3 separate regions of the Sus scrofa genome follow, and all the other regions are linked to region 2. The links are chromatin contacts, called in public HiChIP or PLAC-seq maps. All regions are on one chromosome and are shown on one strand. Each heading gives the region's core, a stretch centred on a gene start, on an enhancer-like site or on the middle of the called end of the contact. The rest is flanking DNA. Distances are from core to core; before and after follow the strand shown.

Region 1 (2,857 bases), core at 77-2,576, 350 kb after region 2:
TCCCCACCTTGTTTCTAGCTAAGAGAACCCTGATTTTCAGGTATCAGTTGCTCAGTATGCTTCAGAGGAGTCATCATAACCCTACATTTGTCAATCTTTGGTTGAAATATGGGCACACGACACAATCAGGCCAAGCAGATGGGAGTGGGGAGATCTTCTGTAAGGTTTCTTTTCTCTTCAGTAAAGATATTTTGGGAGTTTCCATTGCGGCACAGTGGAAATGAATCTGACTAGTATCCATGAGAATGCAGGTTTGATCCCTGGCCTCGCTCAGTGCGTTAAGGATCCTGCATTGCCGTGAGCTGTGGTGTAGGTCGCAGACAAGGCTTGGATCCCATGTTGCTGTGGCTGTGGCTGTGGAATAGGCCATCAGCTGTAGCTCTGAGTCGACCTTTAGCCTGGGAATCTCCATATGCTGTGGGTATGGCCCTAAAAAGCAAAAAAAAGAAAGAAAGAAAGAAAAGATATTTTGCTGAATTAGACCATTTTTGTCTCTAGATTTTTTTTTTTTTTTTGGTCTTTTTTGCCATTTCTTGGGCTGCTCCAGCGGCATATGGAGGTTCCCAGGCTAGGGGTCCAATTAGAGCTGTAGTCGCCAGCCTATGATCGGAGCCACGTCTGCAACCTACACCACAGCTCATGGCAACGCGGGATCCTTAACCCACTGAGTGAGGCCAGGGATCGAACCCGCAACCTCATGGTTCCTAGTTGGATTCGTTAACCACTGAGCTACGATGGGAACTCCTGTCTCTAGATATTATTGTGTGAGGATATGATGCAATGTTAACCTGCATTAATTCACTCTCCAAAAACAAATGGCCCTGATTTGTGGCATTTGCCTATTTTCATTTCCGTGGTATAAATTCTCTCACAATGGCTTATTTTAAGCTACCAAGAGCTCAACAACTGGCTGGCAAATTTAGCAAGTGGCTCTGAGGAGCCTGAGGTTGCTGATTCCAGCCCACCACTGACTGCTCAGAGCTACAATGCCCATCTTGTGAAAAGAGCATGCAACATGGTGGGGATGGCTGAGCAGAAGAGAGATTCTGGGTCCTTAAGCCATGACACCTTGAGCCATGGAATTAGCCAGGCCTGGAATCTTCCCATCTTGGGACTTCTTGTTACATAAGTTAATAAATGTGCTTATTGTACAAAGCAGGTTAAGTTGGTGTTTGTCTGTGGTAAATCTGGGCTTGTCCTGGCTGGTACAGATGTCCATGGGGTCCCATCTAGTGGAGGGAGGGGAGCACAGCAGGGACAATAGTGAGCACTAGATCGTGGAAACACTTGTCCAGTCAGTAGTTAGGTAGAGGCGAGTAGTAGAGGGTCATGGGGAGGGCTGTCCGGGTTGAAACATGATGCTGGCTGGTTGCTGAGAGGAACAGGATGGTGGCTAGGGGCCAGCTTCTGTCAGTGTCCTTGCCAAAGAGGCTGAAGTTCAGGGCAATGCTCCAGGGAGAACAAGCATTGGAATGGGAGTCAGGAAGCCAGGCAGAAGCCCAGGCCTGGGAAGGGCTGCCCTGCCAGGTGCTTCACAGCATTGCGCTGTAAAGTGGCAAGAAAAGGGAAGCTTGGAGGAAGGGAAAAGCATAGAGAGAGACAGAAGTACAATTCCAGAGTTCTAGACTACTCATTCATCAATGGGGTGGGGAAATGTCCTGCAAGGCAGTCAGAATTCACTCAAATGCTGACCAGCTAGGATGGAAGGTTAAGGGTTTTCAGTAACTGCCATGGATCAGGCTGAGAAAGCAGAAGGAACCAGAATTTTCTCCAAAGCTGCCTCAGCACATGTGCTTGGTGATATTAAAGAAATGCAACTTACATTCCTTCCTAGGCCTTTGAAAGGGGCATCACTCCTCCCTCTGCCCCACCCCTATTGTTACAGTCTCTGGGGTCCTGAAATTCACTGCTGAGACTGATGTTTGGCCTTCCTCCCTTGCGTGGGGAAATCCGTTTGCCTGCCTGTGACAGCAATTTCATTGCTCTTATGAAATTCCCCTCACTTACAATGCAATGTCTCCTGTTACTCATTTACTCCTTTTCTTTATTTTCTTTCCTTGTCCATCTGATAACCTATCCACAGGCCCATTCTTCCTCAGCCTAGTCTCATTCATTGAATATCTACTTAGGAAAGTCTTTTATAATTGAATTGTATGGAGGAAGTAAGTTCAGAAAGAATGAAAGCTGATGTGTCAACATTGTTCTCTGGGGATTTTCAGAACATTACTTTCCTCTCTGATTTAGCTGGGAGGCCAAAGGGCAGAAAATTTGGCTTCCTTTGCAAAACTCTGCTACTGCTGGAAGTCATGGTTAGTAATCTTAATTTTACTCAATGAGGTGAGTTCTCTGACAATATCATTAGTAGGGAGTAATTAAGGATGGAATCAAACAGGAGAAGAAACCTTCGAGGGTGAAGTTCTCTCAAGTTCATACTCCTTTCCTACATGTGTAGTGAAGTCTGGCTTGTTTAAAGAGCTCCTCCTCCCAATTAAATGAGATGCTTCAGAGTGAATAAAGGAATGCTCTTCTGCAGTGGAAAAGCCCATCATAAACAAAGTCAAAAGACAATTATAAGAGGGGGAAATATTTGGAACTCATTTCATAGACAATGACTAATTTTCTTTATATGTAAAAAGCTCCTACAAATCAATAAAAAAGACTAATAGCCAAAGCAAAAAATGTGCAAACATAGTCCATAAAATAGGGGATACAAATCTGGATACAAATCTTCCTTAGATTAAAAGAGAGACAGCTGCATAATAAGAGAAGTAGAAATCAAATTTATACAGATACTCATTTTTCATGTATTAGATTAGTACTTCTTGCAGGGAACCAGGTAACTGACAGAGCAGGGGTT
Region 2 (3,043 bases), core at 83-2,582:
AACTGGTGGGTTTAAGGTAGAGGAGTTATGGAAGGAAAACGGGCAGAAAAGGTTAGGAAGAAAATGTCATATGATGGGACATGGAGACACAGAACAAGGATGAGAAAGGACAATGCTGGAGGCCTGCGAGGGCCTGACCTCCTGCCATCATGTGCCCTGCCTGTGCTTGTCCACTTTCTGGTGTGGTTGCCCTGTCTGATGTTTTCGGTTCACACAGCTAAGCAACTGCAGCTCCCTTTATCATTGGAGGAGGAAATGAAAAAGCAAGCATAATTATAAGCTGAGAAGTAATGACTGGAGCCAAAGTGAGAAATCAGCACAGAATATTTTTTTAAAGGGAAAACCCACATGTTGCAACTTGCTAAGTCAACCAGGATTTTAGGGCTCTGACCCTCCGACCCAAGTCATTCCTTCCTTTTAAAGGGTTCCCTCCCTAGTTTTCTAATTGGTCATTGTGTGGTTAATAAACACAGCAGAGCCCTTCAAACTCTCTGCAAAATCTGAGAAAGAATTCCCATTCTAAGAAGCTGCACGTCTGGAATCGAAAATATGGCACAAATGAACCCATCTACAAAGCAAAGACAGACTCAAAGACGTAGAGCACAGACATGTGGTTGCCAAAGGGAAGGCTGTTGGGAGTGGGATGGACTGAGAGTTTGGGGTTAGTAGATGCAAACTATTACATTCAAATAGATAAGCAACAAGATCCTACCGCATAGCACAAGAAACTATATCCAATTTCCTGGCATAGACCATGACGGAAAAGAATATAAAAGATGTTTATACATGTACAACCGAGTCACTTTGCTGTATAGCAGAAATTGGCACAACATTGTAAATCAACTGTACTTTAATAATTGTAAAAATGAAGCAGCATTTCTGAATGTTGAAGTGTGAATCAGTTAACTACTTATTGTTTTTCTATCTCAGGATATTCTCTATTTAAGGGAATTCGCTGAACTAATAAAGCTTTTAAGAGGCGTTGGTTTTAAGACGGCAGAAGAGGAAGTTTCTGTACATATGTTTAAGGTTTAGACAGGCAACTGCAGCAATGGCTCCCTCTAACGACCAGAAAATGCTACAGTCATTCTACGGTTTTTTGGTTTCGTTTTTGTTTTTTCAAGCTTGGGAGCTGTCATTTAAAAATCGTGGTCAGGCTGTTTTCCATCTCTCATCACCTTACATAAAGTATCCTCATCACTTTTAAGTTACTTAGAAACAAATATAAACACATCACATAAAAACAGGAAGAAACATTAAGAGAGTACTTTTTAAAAGTAAATTATTGACTTTTTTTTCTCGGCCACACTCACAGCATAAGGAAGTTCCTGGGCCAGGGGACGAATCTGAGCTGCAGCTGTGATATGCCTCAGCTGCAGCAACACCAGATCCTTAATCCACTTCACCACAACGGGAACTCCAGTAATTGCCTCTACTAAAAAGTAGGGCTGGGGTGGGGGAATTGGGGTAATGTTGGTCAAAGGGTAAAAACTTGAAGTTAGAAGATGATTAAGTTCTGGAGAAGGCACAGCATTTGTGAGTATAGTTAATACTGCATTACAGGAGTTCCCGTTGTGGCGCAGTGGTTAATGAATCCGACTAGGAACCATGAGGTTGCAGGTTCGATCCCTGCCCTTGCTCAGTGGGTTGATGATCCGGCGTTGCCATGAGCTGTGGTGTGGGTTGCAGACGCGGCTCAGATCCCGCGTTGCTGTGGCTCTGGCGTAGGCCGGTGGCTACAGCTCCGATTCAACCCCTAGCCTGGGAACCTCCATATGCCGCGGGAGTGGCCCAAGAAATAGCAGCAATAACAACAACAACAACAACAAAAAAGACAAAAGACAAAAAAAAAAAAAAAAAAGAAAAAAGAAAAAAAACAACCAAAGCACTGGAGTTCCTGCTGTGGTGCAGGTTAAGTATCCTGCATTGCCCAGAGCTGTGGTGTAGGTCTCAGCGGTGAACTTGATTTGCTCCCTGGCCCGGGAACTTCCATAGGTCACAGGTGCAGCCAAAAAAAAAAAAAAAAAAAAAAAAGGGGGGGAAGAAAAAAGACAAAACAAAACAAAAACCTGAAACAAAAAACCAAGGTAAGGCCAGTGAGTATCTATTTAACAGAATATTGTCAACCTTAAAAACAAGAATCCAGTTCAAGTGGCAAAGCATTTACTTGGGATCAAAGAAGAGAATTTGGGGTACACAGATTTTGGTAGAATTCCAAATAGAGTCCAGATTGCAGAGAAGGGCTTAGGGGTTTTATGGAAGAAAGGAAGAAGAGGTTATCAGTTTTTTGTTGCTGTGTTTTGTTTTGTTTTTCTTCCTGTTATTGAGCTAAGTCATTTTTGAAGATGAATTTATTGGTGCAAGATAAGGAAAAGTTACTGGTCACTAGGTTAAGGTTCACTGAAAGTTCCTTTCAATAGAATATTCTAGTTTCACGGCTGACTTGGATTGTTGGTGGTTTTCAGAAGTCAGAAAACGGCCTGCAAGGCAGCTCCTCTGGAATAGCTGCTTCGGCTCTATTTTAAATGTCCCCTCTCATGTCATCTTCCAGAATATCATCTCACTTGAGTTATAAGTTTCTGTATCCGTGGATGTTTAAAAACGTTTATTTGGAGTCCCTGTTGTGGCTCAGCATGTTAAGAACCCAACTAGTATCCATGAGGATGTGGGTTTGATCCCTGGCCCCACTCAGTGGGTTAAAGATCCAGCGATGCCAAAAGTTTCGGCATAGATCACAGATGCAGCTCAGATCTGGTGTTGCTGTGGCTGTGGCATAGGCCAACAGCTGCAGCTCTGGTTCGACCCCTAGCCTGGGAACTTCCACATGCCGCAGGTACAGCCCTAAAAAGACAAAAAAGAAAAATTTGTTGATAAAAATTTCAGTATAGCCAATATCACTTAAATGGTGGGAATAAACCCCTTAAAATTTAAATACCAATTTAAAAAAAGTAAACTAGAAGCCTTACCATAAATAAATAAATAAATAAATAAATAAAGTTTTTGTTGTTTTTGTTTTTTTTTTTTTTAAGGAAACTAGGCTGTA
Region 3 (2,859 bases), core at 321-2,820, 330 kb before region 2:
CCCAGGACTGGACGTCACCACAGAGTGGGGGATGAGTTTAATTTCTGAAAGGGGATCAAGCAGAAGTGTGTGTGAAAATTTCTCTGAGTGGAACTCGAAGGGTTTCTCCTCTCTGTTTTGATGGCCTTGCGTTTGCCCCTCCCCGCATCCCTCCATGCCTTCTTGCTCATTTCCTTTTTTTTTTTTATTACTCAAATGAACTTATCACATCTGTAGTTGTATAATGATCATAACAATCTGATTTCATAGGATTTCCATCCCACAGCCCAAGCATATCCCCCCACCTCCCAAACTCTCTCCTCTGGAGACCATAAGTTTTTCAATGTCTGTGAGTCAGCCTCTGCTTTGCAAAGAAGTTCAGTCTGTCCTTTTTTCAGATTCCACATGTCAGTGAAAGCATTTGATGTTGATGTCTCATTGTATGGCTGAGTTCACTTTTGCTCATTTCCTTTGTGTCCTTCCTTTGAGACCCCCTTTCTACCTTCAGGCTGAACTTGGTACCCATTCCCTCCCATCGGTTGTCTTCCTGACATCCTTTCCTGAGGCATCCCTTTTCTTGGAAGAGAGCTAGACCAGAGCACCTCACACACCGCAACCTCTTTTCCTTCCTCTCCTCTATCCTGCCTCCTTTTCAGTTTGACTAAACAAAATGCCGAGATTTTTGAGAGCCATCTTCATTGACACCTTCATGTATTGAAATCAAGACACGTTTTGTTAGAAACACACAATCTGTTTTTCATTTTTACCAAAATGCACTGGTGAAATTGGTTAGATGAACTTTGCTGCATGCCTTTTGGTTTAAGGAGTATTTAATTGTTTGCTTATTTATTTATATTGAAGTCTAGTTGATTTACAATATGGGTAGTTTTAGGTATACAGCAAAGTGATTCAGTTTTATATATATTCAGATTATTTTTCATTATAGGTTGTTACAAGGTATTGAAAATAGTTCTCTGCGCTGTATAGTAAATCCTTGTTGCTTATCTATTTTATATATTGTAGTTTGTATCTGTTAATCCCATACACCTATTTTATTCCTTCTCCCTCCCTTTCCCCTTTGGTAATCATAGATTTGTTTTCTATGTCTGTGAGTCTGTCTCTGTTTTGTATGTATATTTATTTGCATGATTTTTTAGGTTCCACATGTAAATGATATTATATAATATTTGTCTTTGTCTGACTTCACTAAGTTTAATATTCCCTAGGTTCATCCATGTTGTGGCAAATGGCAATATTTCATTCTTTTTATGACTGTGTAATATTCCATTATATATGCATACCATATGACATATCTTCTTAAGCTAATTGTCTGTTGATGAGCACTTTGATTGCTTCTATATCTTGGCTGTTGTACATAGTGCTGCTATGAACATTGAGGGGGTATGTACCTTTTTGAATTATAAAGTTTCTGTTTTTCCAGACTGCTGGATCATACGGTAGCTCTATTTTTAGTATTTTAAGGAAGCTCCATTCTGTTTCTATAGTAGCCACACCAATATACATTCCCACCAACAATGTAGGAGGGGTCCCCTTTTCCCCACATGGATCATATGGTAGCTCTATTTTTAGCATTTTAAGGAAGCTCCATTCTGTTTCTATGGTAGCCACACCAATATACATTCCCACCAACAATGTAGGAGGGTTCCCTTTTTCCCCACATCCTCTAAGGAGTGTTTTTATGTCAGTTCTTTACTACTGGAAGATTGCCATGTCTTTGACTTTTTTTTTTTAATTTGGAAATTTCAAACAAATACAAAAGTATGATAAACTCCCATGTACCTATCACCCAACTTGAACAGTTATCCATAATTTGTCAATCTTGTTTTATTTATCCACCACACACATTCCTCTTCAGTGTTTTAAAGCAAATTCCAGATACCGTTTCATTTCCTTGTCCATATTTCAATGTATTCAGTGAACTTTAACATTCACAAAGAAACCCAAAGCTAGAAGGTTTAAAAAAAAATCAGTAAAAGTTTTCATCAAGCTGTCCATTTTTATTGGGAAATTTGTTTAGAAATGTAAAGAGCTGATTTATTTATAGGATAACCAAGCTCAATTGTGTTTCATAGGATTCCAGAGCCTCAGAGATAGGAATTCTGGATAAAAGGCATTTATTTTTCAGCTAGCATTTATTCTTTGTTTCCCAGATATATCCACTTACCACATGTTCCTACCCTTCTTGAGACGCATGGATGGGAACCACAAAGTGACACTTCACATAATGAGTGAGAGGGAAGATGGCCATCACACATTGTACTCTGTGGTTTACAACCAGTAGGGCAACCTCTTTAGTAGTCTAAAATATCTTGGTTTGGAAAATGTCAAGCTCACCCAATGCCAAATGGTTATTTGATGTCATAGCATTCAGATAAACTGGAGACAATGGGAGGCACCATGCATCAGTAGGTCAGAACCAAAGAATAATGATGGTAGCTTTTCTGTCGATTGTATTCTCATTCTTAAGCTCTTTGGTGCTTCCTTTTCCAGTTGAGTTGAACTGTGTTATTAAGCAGGCCTGGGGTCCCAGGATGAAAGCCTGGTTAGCTTAGATTCTTCTGGGTTTTATGAAGAGGGCCAGAGAGGTGTCAAAGTTTTCTATTGGAGAAAATGTTTTACTCCGTGTGAATCCTCTCCTCCTGGGATGACTTCGTGAGCTGGAGGCTGGGAAGCTGGCCATTGGCTTGCTCAGTATAGTTCTTCCTTTGAGGGCAGGGTTATTACAGGATGACCCATCTTCATAATAAGTCTCAAGCCAATGGGAGAGGGTTGCGGTTTCAGCTTACGATGTGTGACAATGGCTGCTCTCCATTTGCCTTCATGGTAGGGGTTTAAAAAGGCAATCATCTGAGGGTTTGT

What was found. HiChIP or PLAC-seq counts read pairs in DNA pulled down with a chosen protein or histone mark.
Region 1: an H3K27ac HiChIP or PLAC-seq map of alveolar macrophages shows a contact between it and region 2. The contact joins two enhancer-like sites. A contact is called at or near these places in 1 of 47 Hi-C or Micro-C datasets (embryonic fibroblasts) and 1 of 2 datasets of contacts at active chromatin or transcription factors (alveolar macrophages).
Region 3: an H3K27ac HiChIP or PLAC-seq map of alveolar macrophages shows a contact between it and region 2. The contact joins two enhancer-like sites. A contact is called at or near these places in 2 of 47 Hi-C or Micro-C datasets (embryonic fibroblasts and subcutaneous adipose tissue) and 1 of 2 datasets of contacts at active chromatin or transcription factors (alveolar macrophages).

Annotation. Positions count from the first base shown.
Region 1 is chr5:32,742,945-32,745,801 of Sscrofa11.1, reverse strand. No RefSeq gene overlaps it. Among named protein-coding and RNA genes, the nearest start is that of MDM1, 71 kb to the right of the region's middle. Within about 2 kb of position 1,326, at least 30 of the 83 cell types and tissues checked have an H3K27ac peak or open chromatin away from gene starts, as enhancers often do. A contact at or near this core is called in alveolar macrophages, where this site is marked.
Region 2 is chr5:33,089,155-33,092,197 of Sscrofa11.1, reverse strand. No RefSeq gene overlaps it. Among named protein-coding and RNA genes, the nearest start is that of MDM2, 15 kb to the left of the region's middle. Within about 2 kb of position 1,332, at least 34 of the 83 cell types and tissues checked have an H3K27ac peak or open chromatin away from gene starts, as enhancers often do. A contact at or near this core is called in alveolar macrophages, where this site is marked.
Region 3 is chr5:33,415,527-33,418,385 of Sscrofa11.1, reverse strand. No RefSeq gene overlaps it. Among named protein-coding and RNA genes, the nearest start is that of CPSF6, 110 kb to the left of the region's middle. Within about 2 kb of position 1,570, at least 1 of the 83 cell types and tissues checked has an H3K27ac peak or open chromatin away from gene starts, as enhancers often do. A contact at or near this core is called in alveolar macrophages, where this site is marked.